Linked DNA regions of Arachis hypogaea: region 1 is linked to region 2. Evidence: chromatin contacts called from public Hi-C data. All regions are on one chromosome and are shown on one strand. Each heading gives the region's core, a stretch centred on a gene start, on an enhancer-like site or on the middle of the called end of the contact. The rest is flanking DNA. Distances are from core to core; before and after follow the strand shown. Region 1 holds the start of LOC112766377. Region 2 holds the start of LOC140180698.

What was found. Hi-C and Micro-C count contacts between places; a contact is called where the count stands out from the background.
Region 1: a contact with region 2 is called in a Hi-C map of an unstated tissue, with 4 times the contacts expected there. The contact joins the promoter of LOC112766377 here to the promoter of LOC140180698 in region 2. A contact is called at or near these places in 3 of 8 Hi-C or Micro-C datasets (leaf and an unstated tissue).

The regions. Positions count from the first base shown.
Region 1 is chr17:118,104,822-118,111,306 of arahy.Tifrunner.gnm2.J5K5, reverse strand. It overlaps LOC112766377, which reads left to right and starts at 3,004. Exons shown (of 1, transcript XM_025812270.3): 1 at 3,004-4,451. The coding sequence starts at 3,553. The coding sequence ends at 4,287.
Region 2 is chr17:117,943,248-117,950,398 of arahy.Tifrunner.gnm2.J5K5, reverse strand. LOC140180698 reads left to right here and starts at 5,800. Exons shown (of 1, transcript XM_072221976.1): 1 at 5,800-6,402. The coding sequence starts at 5,800. The coding sequence ends at 6,402.

The DNA.
Region 1 (6,485 bases), core at 1,755-4,254, 160 kb before region 2:
GTATATGTTTACATCATAATTTTATGACTATGTAAAACAAAAAATGACTTACATTTATAATAAATTTAGAATTGGAATATAGACTAAGCTTCTTACAACAATGTCATCCAAGAATCATATCATATCATATATGGAGTAAACAAAACAAAGCACATAAGTTAAAATATTGCTTTTATTCCACCCTGTAAACTTTGAATCTGAGTGGACTTACGTTATCCAATTAAAGAAAGAGACAATTGTTTCAAAGTGCAGCAGAGACGGAAATATAAACAAGTTGTGCATATCATGTTAATTATAAACCGACACAGTATTTAGTATAGAATTTAATTTTAAATGTTTATAGCTTAGCCCTTAGAGAAGTTATATTATTAGACAAAAGAATTTGTAAGAGCAAAAATAAGACAACGGAAAAGACAAGAATTAGATAGAAAAAATTGAGTCTTGAAATTAAAAAAAAAAATTAAGCATATAAAAATAATTATAATAAAATTCAAATTGTAAAATATTAAGATTTAGTATAATTTTTTGTAAAATTAATTAATTTATTTAAAATTATAATATAAACATATTTTAAAAATTAAATTAAAATTTTAATTTTTTTTATGATGAATGTTAGGGGCCAGCAATTTTTGTGATTTGTAGCCATCAAATAACTATCAATGATGATTTTAATAGTGTGAAATTGGTGTGAAATTTCATCTAATGACTTATTTTTTTTTTGCTGATTACATGCTAGTCAAAATTTAACAAAATTACTGAGTCTAAATTTTTTTTTTTTATTCACGATACTTTTAATTTAACAAGTTAATAATTAATTTTTTATAAATTTAAATTTTATTTAATAATTTATTATTAATTAATTAACTATCAATATTTATTTAAACGGACTCGATTAACAAAGTTAGTAATAAATAGAGCAGCAAGGTTGACCGTCTCAGGAGGACACGCGGAATGGAGTAGGACCCAAATGGACCGGCAAATAGGTTGGAGGGGGGCACAGTGGGACCCACCATTTGCTACCTATCACTCTCACACGCCTCACAGGAGTTTTAAATCTGCATGAATGAAATCCATTCACTCTACGATTCCAGGTCCCACCATGCAACTGCCTCTCTCTACCCCGAATTATTGTAGTCCGAACCGTCTTCTGTCTTCATTTATTTATATAGATAGTAGTACTAATAAGTAATAAGTAATAACCTATGCAATCACACATAGACACACTATATATGGTGTGGTCTGGTTTGTTAGCATTGGTTGAGTCACTTGAGGGTTATGTTGCAACCATATAGTGCAGGAACGGATTAATATTCCATTTGCAACTGAAAATTGAGAACAAGAACAAGAGAAAGTCGGTGCATTGGAGTTTGGTGCCAGCTGGCTACTATCAACTGCCCAACTGCTTCCCTTCTTTACACCTCTCCCCACAACACTCCAAAATACCATTTATTTTTGCCACGTGGGCGGCTACCCCTGCCATCATGTCTCCCTCCCTCATCATCATACTCATATTTTAGGCGCGTGTTTTACCTGCTTCAAATTTGTTTTTCAAATCAAACTATTCCCAACAATAATATTACTCCTGCTTGTAAAGATTGTATTAACTCAACCGAATATAATTTGACGAATGTAACAAGACAGGATACCCGTAACAAATGCTATTTTGTTTGGTTGTTTTTCATTTTTTAGAATTAATGGAATGACGTGGTAATGGATTGGGTCCAGTGGGGTTGGAGTGTGAGGTCACGCTCCAGGAGAAAGTGTGGGACCGGATAAACGCTACATTAGAGCAAAAAGTCAAAGGGATTCAACTTGAATCACGTGAGATTCTTACAGCCTGGTAGCGGGCCCTTCCTACGTGGAGGACGTTGAAGTAGTATTTCCAAGCTGCTTAGTTTTTTTATGCCTTTTCTTTTACTCTTTCACTTTCAAATGTTTTCGGCCGATCAGTATTTTAAAATGCTTAATCTTTCTATTACTTCAACGTAAACCTCTTAATTAATAGATATTTCAAATACTATAACAGCAGGGGTCACAGCAGAGGCTATGCTTTTTATTGTAACATATTGCCGCAGAACACTCCACTTCTTTTTTTTTCCATTGATAATTGGTTGTTTATAGATAGAGTTGGGAGATATGCTTTTACATTACAGCTGTATAAGATCTCAAACAAACAAAAGCAGTCAAAAAAGGTTTTAGACCCTCTTTTCTACCTTTTTTCTCAATCTTTTAATTCTATACTATTAAATTAAAAATTCAGAAAACGTTTGTTCTGTGTTCAACAGCTCGACCTCTCCTGTCATGTTTTAAATGCTTCCCTAAAAAAATATATATATTATTAAGTGGATCAAAATTTTTTAAAATAAAAACGTAAATATTTAATTATTTTTAAATTAAAATAATAACACGTATATATGTTAAAAATTAAAAATTTAATAGTAATTATATTTTTTTTTTCATTTTATCAATTTTCTTATTTAACCATTCTCTGCCCACGTGTAATAATAGCATAGTAATAAATGATTTACTTATCAATGTTATCTTGTCTTAAGAACATTGGTTAAAATAATTATTATTTTTTAGTTTCTTAATAAAATAAATACATAAAGATATTATTTATTCTCTTAGTACAAAATTTTATTTTAAAATGATTTTAGAAAGTATTTTAAGAAAACTAAAAAAATTGAGTTACCATCCGAATATTGATAGCCTAGTTATTAGTACGAGAATGATTTTATTTTATGCTGCTCAATTAATGTTATCCTCTTGTCCCTACATAGCTTCGTCCCTAAATAAATAGTATCTGTCTACTCTAGACAGCTGTTGATTTTCCATACTAGGGTCTTTTCTTGGTTTATTAATTTAGACTAAATATATGCGAACTTGATTAGTCCAAATCCAGAAACCCAATCCTCACCGGAGTGGGAGTGTGCCCAAAATGATGCTATGCTAACTGTGATCATCAATGATACAAGGTGCAAAAGAAGGCAACAAACAGAAAATGACGGATTAATAACTGTAATGACAATATTAAATATGAATGGATTTCCTCTATATAATATGCAATGCATTGCAAGCAACATACAAAAACAAAATAAATTAAAAGAAAAGAATGAAGATGTTGAGGAAATTTCAAAGAGGACAAAATGGTCAAAGAGTATGCCAGCCAGAAAGAAAGAAGGATATATATGGAGAGAGTAGTGGAGAGTCATTGTAGTTAGACCCTCCAGTGTTGAAGCCTCCAGAGTCCACACCCACCAACTGTACAAAAACCAAAGCCACTTTCCTGGAAGTACCCTTAATCCCTTTTTCCCCTTCTTCCAAGTCGCACACGCACATTTCTTAATTACTATTATAATATTATTCCAACCTGCATGCACCTTCACATCACACATACATACACACACCAATCTCTATCTCTCTCTCTACATATATAAACCCCCTAATAAACACTATCTTTGCCCATTGCACTTGCTAATCCCAAAACCACTCTAGCTCTACACAATCACTCATAAGTCTAAACTGAATAGTAGTTTCAGTGGAGTCGATATAATGGAAGCATTGAATAATAGAAGCTCATCGTGCACAGCTTCTTCTTCGGACTCTTCGTCGTCGGAGTCAACGCAAAGGAATCCCAACAGGCCCGAGAGGATCAAAGGTCCATGGAGCGCAGAAGAAGACCGGATCCTGACCCGCTTGGTGGAGAGATACGGGGCACGAAACTGGACTCTCATTAGTCGCTACATAAAGGGGAGGTCGGGCAAGTCCTGCAGACTAAGGTGGTGCAACCAGCTAAGCCCAACGGTGGAGCACCGTCCCTTCTCCTCCCACGAGGACGACACCATCATCGCCGCCCATGCCCAGTACGGTAACAGATGGGCCACCATTGCCAGGTTATTGCCGGGCCGAACCGATAACGCTGTAAAGAACCACTGGAACTCCACTCTCAAGCGGAGGGCCAGAGACCAACGTCGCGGTGGTAGTGCTACCGGAGTTCACGCTACTTGCGCTTCTCTTGCTGCGGCGCCAACAAACGAGAGAGCCTCGTGTTCTTCAGGGGCCCTGCCACCTTGCACGTTGCCCTTGGAGGATGACCCGTTGACTGCGTTGACTCTTGCCCCGCCTGGGATTGATCGTGGTAGCGGTGCGGTGGAGGCGGAGCAACAGCGAGCCTCGCCGGAGACTAGTGTGGGTTCAGGGTTTTGGGATGTGATGAGGGATGTGATTGCCAGGGAAGTGAGGGAATATGTATCTTCAAATTTCTCTGACCACTCTAATTTTCATTGAGACTTGTCTATGAACTATATGATGAATCACAATAGTTTTCGCTTTCTTTTTTTGTTCTTATTAATGAATGTGGTGTTGTTGTTTTTAAAGTATATTCTGCACTTCAATTAATTTTTACTTATGGTGTATGTAAATAATAATCTTCTTCTTTCTTGGATGGCTTATTTTACTTCTGCCTATTCATAATTAGTCTTTATTTGCTTTTTCTATTTTCATTTGATCACTAAATCAGCTTGTAATATAGAGAGATACTTCCGTTAAGGTGTGATGTTATGAACGGTTAGATAAATAAAAAATATTATTCAAAATTAAAATTAATTACTAATATATTTATGTATAAATATATGTATAGTTTAATTTATTTTTAATGTGTATTTATATTTTAATATATATTTTATATTCATAATTAATTTTAGCGATTAATTTTAATGGACACGTAATACAATAATAAATAAATATATTTTTTAAATATTTTAAATTATCTAACAGTTTATAATGCTATTTTATACGAAAATATCAAGAGTATTCAATATATAATATTATTTGGGTTCAAATTTAAATATGGTAGGCATATCTGTTCACAGCTGGATGGAAACTGACTAAGAACCCTATCTTAGGTGATTGAATCTTTATAAAAACGATAGGACAAAGAGTACGTGAAGTAGTAGTGTTGAAATAATATGGAAAGCTTGAATGAGATTTCTGTAGCTGAATGTGATATTAAAATGGAAAAGAGGAGCTGAGAGTTCGTAATTCTTGTTACCAATGCAAAACGCGTTAGTTTAGTTGTACTACTACTTGGCCTTTAATTTATTCCAATTCCAATTAATAGAAATTAAAGGCTCGACCGCGTCGCCTTTAAATCATTTGAGCCAACGCTCGTCGCTGTTTATTAGTGCCTTCTCAGTCGGAAACTTTACGTTCCCTAATACATTAGAAAAGAGAGATCTATTTTAATCTCCATTATGACCATATAGTCCAACCAATGCAATGATGCATGTTCAACTACCAATCGGAGTGTTTATTTTGTTGCGCTTATGATCAAGTACGATGTTTAAACTACAGCAATGCAAGTTTCCAATATTCTATACATAAAAGTCAAACCAGCATTTAAGAGAGAGGCCAGGGAAAAATTAGTGGTGAAACAAACCAAGCACCAGTCTAGTATAAGGTATAAATGGATTCCAAAACATTGTTCCATGTATATATAGCAAGTTTAAAACTCTCATTTGGTAGCGTTTAATTGACCACCGTGATACGTGACGTAGCATTAGCATAGAATCTGGTACATACATATTGGATGAACTGGACTGTTTAAATAATATAACTATGTCAAGCCATCAATACTTAACAAATTTAATCTTATTATTTCCCATTTAAGAAATCTTATTTGAAACGCTTCTGTTTCTGTGTTAGGTACTTTAATTTTTCTAGGCAAGAATTCAAACTACGGTTCACTGTATCTAGTATATATGAAGGATCAACATCATCTCTTAAACCTAATCTTTGTTGGTTGTTGCTGATTTCTGTTATATAGCAGATATATATAATTCCTTGTTAATCCTGCATAAAACTATTAAGATAATGCATGCGTCTGTTGTTACACAATATTGCGCTCAAACTATATAGGTATAAACGTACTATATATATATATGACACGCTTCCTACCATATGCAGCCAAAAACTTAGGTATAAGGTCATATATGTTATTTGAATATCGAAGATGGACCGAACCCTATAGTTCTGTCCAAGAGCCAAAATAGACACAAAATCAAAATGCATTAAACAAGCTACCGTAGCTAGGGGCCACGCTGGTTGACACTTATATTATATTGAAGAGAGAGCAAATAGGAATAATTATTGTTCTATTCTATTCATATTATAATATAGTTTTAAATAATAAAAATGATTTACCCTTTACGCTATTAATGTATCAAAACTGAAATGACATAGTCACATAGAGTAAAAATACTCATTTTGTTCTTACAATGCCTAAGAATTATTTTATAATGAATAATAAAAAAAAAACACAATAATATAAAACTTCAATAAGAGAGATTTCAATCAAATATTTAACTATCGTGTATCATCGTCCGGTCTGGAATCATCGAGAGATGGAGAAGGCGGAAGAACATGAGGCTGTGGAGGGTCACTTGAGATAGAATCTGTAGAATCATCACTAGGAAAAAGATCAACAT
Region 2 (7,151 bases), core at 4,551-7,050:
CCTTTTTTTTCTATCATAAACAAATTAATTTGAAAACTCAACGTATGTATATTTCTAATTTTTTAATATATATATATATATATAATTTTTGTTTCAAACTATAAATATATTTCTATCTAAATTCTATCTTTATATATTTTTATCCCGTCAATCAATTTTTCTGAGTCTGTCACTATTTTTGTCAGCGTTCGTAAAATTTATAGATAAAAATAATAATTTTTCTCTTTAAAAAAAAAGGGAAAACATGGCGCCTAATTTAGAAAAATCCAAATTACGCGCGAAGAGGCCATATACACAAAGAGACTACGGCACCTAACTCCAATTCCACCAAGTTAGGCGCCAGCTTCACTGTTCTCCTTTACCATATAAACCAAATATCTCCATTCCTAAATCATATCTTTAATTTCCTCCCCATATCTTTGATTTCCCAATCCCTGTATAAAGCCAATCCATCCCATTGAATAAACACACAAGAACAATATCCCATGACCCCCACACCACTCCTCTTCATACAACAAATCCTATCATTTCCTAACCAAGACCCCACCGTGACTCATTCCTTATACATATATTAGCCCCAGCCCCTCCCTTTATATATATATGTATCCCCTAAAAAAAATTAAAATTAAATAATAATAATAACAATAAAATAAATAAATAAATGAATAATATATATAGATATAAAAAAAAGAAAATAATAATAATAATAATAATAATAATAATAATAATAATAATAATAATAATTTTTCTTATTCTTATATTATATTTTTTTCTGTCATAATTTTTGTTTTACTCATTTGTGCACTTTTTATGTCCCTATTTTCAATTTTTCTTTGCTTGAGGACAAGCAAACTTTTAAATTTGGTGTTGTCGCTTCGCTTATAGCTTTGTTTATTTTAATAGTATCAAAGGGAGGCGAATCATCTTCACGAAGGAACATAACCTGAAGAATGAGACGGCTACTAAGATAACTGAGGTGATTGGGTTCCTTTTATTCTATATTTTCTTCCGTTCTGATTATGTTATATTCCTATTTTTTGTTATTTTACTTGAATGTCTGCATGATCTTTAGTAATTCTAAGTCTTAGGTTCTAGTTTAATTCTGTTATTTTGAAATTTTAGTTATTTATCTTTTAATTAAAGAGATGTCTCATGTACCATTCACTGAGCTTGAATCTAAAAAGAAAATGAAAAGATGTGATGTTTGCATGAGAAATTGAGTTGTTATTAAAGAGTAGTCTTATTTAGTTAAATGTGGTGGTATTATCTGTGATTCTGAATGTATGATATGAACAGTGCATCTTTGAAGTTGAATCAAAGAATGTTGATGTATGAGGAACAAGAATTTAGAGAACTATTATGAATTCTCTGAAGTAAACAAAAGCTTAATCCTTGAAGCAAAAGAAACAGCAAAAAGAAAAATAAAAGCAAGGTCCAAGGTTCTGAGCATTAATGACTAGGGAGGTCAGACATGATTAAAAGTTCAAAGAGTTGTTTCCCTATCTATATGCTTGTGGTGTAAATGTGTCAAGTAATCCTTGAGACAGAGCACTAAGAATCGAGATCAAGTGCATTTAACAGAGTATGCCAAAGGCTTTGAGCACTACTGTCTGGGAGTAATTGAAGGAAAAAATCAGAACTAAAGAGAGTTCCCCAATTAAGTGCTTGTGGTGTTTTGTGTCAAGTAAAGCGTGAGACAAAGCATTTAAAGTCACGGCTAGGCTCAAAGTGCAAAGCACCAAAGAAAAGAGAATGAAAGAAATTTTGTTATGTTCAAGGATTAATCCGAAGTAAAAAGATTAGAGAATTCATAATATTATTCAGATTCTAATTCCGAATTACAGTGACATTCCTTTTATTCAAAGGATAGTGAGATGCCAAAATTATTCAGGATTGTAGTATATAAACCCCACTTTATGAAGATACAGGAGCTTAATTGAACACTCATTTCTCGTGCAAATTCACATCCTAAGACTATATTAGTTTTGGTTGCTTGAGGACAAGCAACAGTTCAAGTTTGGTGTTGTGATGCGTGAGCATCTTTTCTATCTTTTTCTAGTGAATTTGCATTTGAATTGCTAAGTTTAATCAAGATTTAAATATCTTTTAGGCACTATGGATGCTACTTTGAGTTGTGTACAATTCTGTTTATTTCAGGTAGCATTCGGTTGGATTTGATGGAGTTTCTGTAGAAAAAGAAAAGAAAGTGAATGATGTTGTCAACTCTGACCTCTCCGCACTCGAACAGAAATAAATTGAGCTACAGAGATCCAATTGACGTGATTCTAGTAGCATTGGAAAGCTAACTTTTAGAGCTTTCCAACGATATATAACTTGGGATTCACCAAGTTAGGCTCCGGAAGAAGAACGTGCATTGCAATTCACACTACCTCAGCCACACCTGAATGTGAAGTCAGGCGCCAATACAATGATGAGCCATGGTCCCCATGCCAAAGAAAAAGATGCATTCAAAGATTAATTTAGATTTTTTATTAAAACTTTTATTTTAATCACAAATAGGAAAAAATATTATTTAGTTTTAGAAAATATATTTTACATTAATTAGGACTAGATATAAAAGGGAAAAGAATCAGCCATTGGGGATCTCTCCTTTTCTTACCTCATTCGGCACTTTATAGTTTTTCAGAACCCTAGTTTTCTCTCTGAACCATGAGCAACTAAACCTCCACAGTTAAGGTTAGGAGCTTTATTTATTCTATGGATTAATACCATTACTGTTCTATTTTACTTCATGTATTGATTTCAAATTCAAGAATTGTTTTCGTTCTTTATCTTATGAATCTGGGTGGAACGGAAGTATGACCCTTGTTCTATTTGAGTTCTTGTAAAACTTAGAAAAGCTCTTTGCTTGACCAATAGTTTGAAAATAATTTCTCCTAAATTTCTAATTATTTGGACTTAACGGGATATGTGACATATAATCCTCTTATATTTGGGTAATTAGGATTTCTGTGGCATATAAACTAGAATTGAGCTTAACCCTTTAATTGGAATCAAGTGACCAAGGAATTGGCAGTTGATGAAGGTTAGAGGAGACTAAAAAGGTCTCTAAGGAATTGGGTTTAGTCACATATAGTTTGCCATGAATTGAATCTTGCATGATTAAACTAGTTGGTAAGAAAAGTTAATCCGGAAAATAAATATCTATGAAACCTTAACTATTTTCTCCATATATTTCACAACCCGTTTACTTCTTGCTTTCTGATTTTCTGAATTTATTGTTTGATGCAATTGAACTCTCAAAACACCATTTTCTATTTGTCTGACTAAGCCAATCACTCAATCATTGTTGCTTGATCCATCAACCTTCGCGGGATCGACCCTCATTCACTTGAGATACTACTTGGTACGACCCGGTGCACTTGCCGGTTAGTATGTGGGTTATAAATTCTGCACCAGTAGCTAACTGGGTTGCATTATATATATATATATATATAAAGGAAATCAAAAGCGAACCGGTAACCCTAAAAAAATTCGGCCGATTCCGACAGTTCATCGGTTAATCATTGGTTTAGCTGATTCTTAGATTAATTTTTTGCAAGACGATTTTATACCTCAATTGAACCAGCTAGATAATTGAGTTTCTAGGGGTTTACGCGGATCAGATCAGATTGAATATGGCCGAAAATTTGATCCGATCCGCACAATTCCCATCGGATCGGATCGGATATGATATCCGCGTTTTTTAGTGTCGGATCAGATCGGATATCAGATATATCCACATAATTGAACCTTCTCTTTTTAATCATATTTATATGTAAAAAATTTAATAAAAATATTTCTTTCACAATTTTAAACTTATTTATTCCTAAAATATTTTTAATCAAACTTTTCCTAAATAACAAAAATAAAATAATACAATATATGAATAATAATTACTAACTAAAACAAACAAACAAGTAAATATAATAACAAACATATATATATTTATTTATTTTTAATTGTTATTGTGCAGATCTGCGGATCCGCGGATTGGATATGCGGATGTAGAGCAGATATCTACGATCCAATCCGTAAAGAGTGCGGATCGAATCCTATCCGATCCAATCAATCTGCGGATCGGATCGTATCCGTAATTTTTGGATCGGATGCGAATATTTACTGCGGATCTGCAGATACGATCCGATCCATGAACACCCCTATAAATTTTGATTGTTACAATCTAGCCAGTCCAGTTCGATTTTTAGAACACCAGTTTATATTATTTCACAAATCATGACTTGTGAATTGACTAAGACAATATAAGAGTGACAAACCTATTTGCCTCATACGTAGCCATACGAAGGCTTGATTTCCAGTAATAGCTGGATAATGGTAGAGAAGAACTTTTAATGTATGTGAGCGAACGAGTGTGTGAGGGATTTTTTATTTTAATAAATAAAATAAATGTAATATTTACCAAAATAAGTATTTTTTAGAGAGTTTACCGATTAAATTTTCTTGCTATATCTCGTTTACACTGTAAACGATATATATATATATATATATAAGAAAATATTCAGCATCTATAAAAGGATGTGTAACCCTTGGTATTCTTCACACACATTTCATATCCTTTCTCTGTCTCTTTTTTCTCTCAAAAACAAAGTTGAATAGCCAGTAACAATCCATTCATAGTTGTGCTTCTTTATCCGAATTGTCATATGAGAAATGGCGACAACGGGGTGACATTTGAGTGTCACGATCCGATATTTTTTCGCACTCAGCGTGTGCAGACGTTGTCGGATTTGAAGAGTTTGATATTTAGCAAGGTTGGTGGGACACAAGCGAGGGAAATCGGAAGGGTGGCGTACATGTTGTTGGCACCCATGGGAAATGGAGTCTTCCGGTTTCGACATTTCCGACTTCACGGGGACGAGCATGTGCGACTGATGTTCAACATTCATGGGAGGATCATGTGTGAACAGGTAATGGAGCTGTCCGCCGAGGTGGGTCACAGTGGTAGAGGGAGTTCCGCACAGGACACCTATGTGCAGGACGACCGACTTCTCGCACCACCGCCCATTCATGTCGCGATTCCGGAGCATAAGGCAGAGGAGGGTGAGGAGGAGTCGGACGAGGATTACGTGGCGAACAGTGGAGACAGTGAGTCTTCCGATGGTGGCAATGAGGATGAGTTTGTGCCGGAGACACCTGCAGGGGCTGTGCCGTGCCATGTGCTACCTCCACCTCACCCGATTTCGGCGCTATCGGCTGTGCCAAGTCACTATCACAGTTTAGATCTGGACGTCATGCATGAGGATCCCGGTTTCTGACACCTGTGGAGTGGATTACAACCTAGTCGGCGGTGTGGAGTTTCGGGTCGGACACAAGTTCAGAAGCCGAGAAGTGGTGTTTCAAGATGTGAAGAACTACAGTATTCACAGGAGTGCTGAGTACCGGGTGATAGAGTCCGACCGGTTAAAGTACCATGTGCAGTGCCGTCAAGCCGATAGTGGGTGTCAATGGAGCCTTCGTGTGGCCCTTCGTCAGAATCTCGGATACTGGTATGTTCAACTTTAATTGTGAATTTGAGTAGTTTTGTATGATATGTTATTTTGTTTATAGATGATTTGTAAGAATAAATTTTTTGTTGTCATTAGGGAGGTTCGGAGGTTTGGTGGACCACACAGCTGTCTGGCACCCACCATGTCTCAAGACCATTGTCAGTTAGATAGCAGTCTCATCTGTAGAGTCATATTGCCCTTGATTCAGTCCAACCCGTCTATGAGTATCCCGGTGTTGTAAGGTGCGGTCCAGACAAGCTATCACTTTAAACCGTCATACAGAAAGGTGTGGATGACAAAGCAGAAGGCAATTGCATGGATCTACGGTGATTGGGAAGAGTCATACAACAAGGTGCCGAAGCTGCTTCAGGCACTACAAAGCTGTTTCCCCGGCACCATATGTGACCTACGCGTCAAACCGTACTACGAAGGACACCTCGTGGTGTGTGACTGCTGCATGTTCGACAAAGTATTCTGGGCTTTTCCATCATATGTTGAGGCCTTCAAGCATTGCAAGCCATTCGTCTCTGTAGATGGCACGCATTTGTATGGTAAGTATGGTGGAGTGTTGCTTATAGCGGTGGCGCTAGACGGCAACAGCAACATACTGCCAATTGCTTTTGCCATTGTTGAGTCTGAGAGCACCGAGTCATGGTCGTTCTTTCTTACTAATTTGAGGCACCACGTGACTCCACAAGACGGCTTACTGGTTATATCTGACAGATCTCAGGCCATCAAGGCCGCCCTAGGAGCCGATGATAGCGGGTGGCATCCCCCTAGGGCGTTCCATGCTTACTGTATCAGACACATGGCTACGAATTTCATGACCCGATTCAAGAGTTTGTTAATTAACATACCAAAAGATTTAACAAAATTATTTAACTCAAATACATAAAAAGACATTTCTCACCTCGCAGCCAGCGGATACTGATCGATAGACGCCTTTATCTGGTGGACACCACTGGAGGAATCTCTGATAAATCCAGGACATCAACAACGGAGTACAGCCAGCGATATCCGTGACGCCCTACTAAGCCGCCAAAGAAAGGGACTGATACGTCCAGACCAGCACAGCCGAGCCCAGGAAAACGCTGTACACTCCGCAAAGTCCCGGAGCAAAGGTAGCCATCGAAGGTGCACCAGATTGTTGGACTTGTCGGTCATCAGATACCCTCCGATCAGTAACATGATATAACACCTAGCGTACTGTCGGAGGGTCTTGGGATCGTCTGTCTGGGGCATCTGGCGGACACGATCCCGTAGTCACACAAGCTTCAGGGTGAATGACTCCTTCCTCTACGCCGCCTGCTGTGCTGCCACGGGAGGCCTGGCACCAAGGAGCTGCTCCACCAACGCCCACGTCTCCGTGGTGTACCACCTACCAAAGTCACGGAGGCACCTCCGACGGGGTTACCGTGTGCGTGTAGGCCTAGGTGGTATGCCACATCCTGCAGGATGATAGTGACCTCACTCCACGGAAGATGAAACGTGTGCATCTCTGGACGCCATCGCTCCACCAGTGCCGAAATCAGGGAATTGTCAAAAGTAAAATCCCTAAGCGGCACTGTGTCACCAAATCCGGCCTCAGTCAGATACGGGACGATGGCGTCCGGTGGAGGTAAAGTATGGCTCACTCGTTGGGGA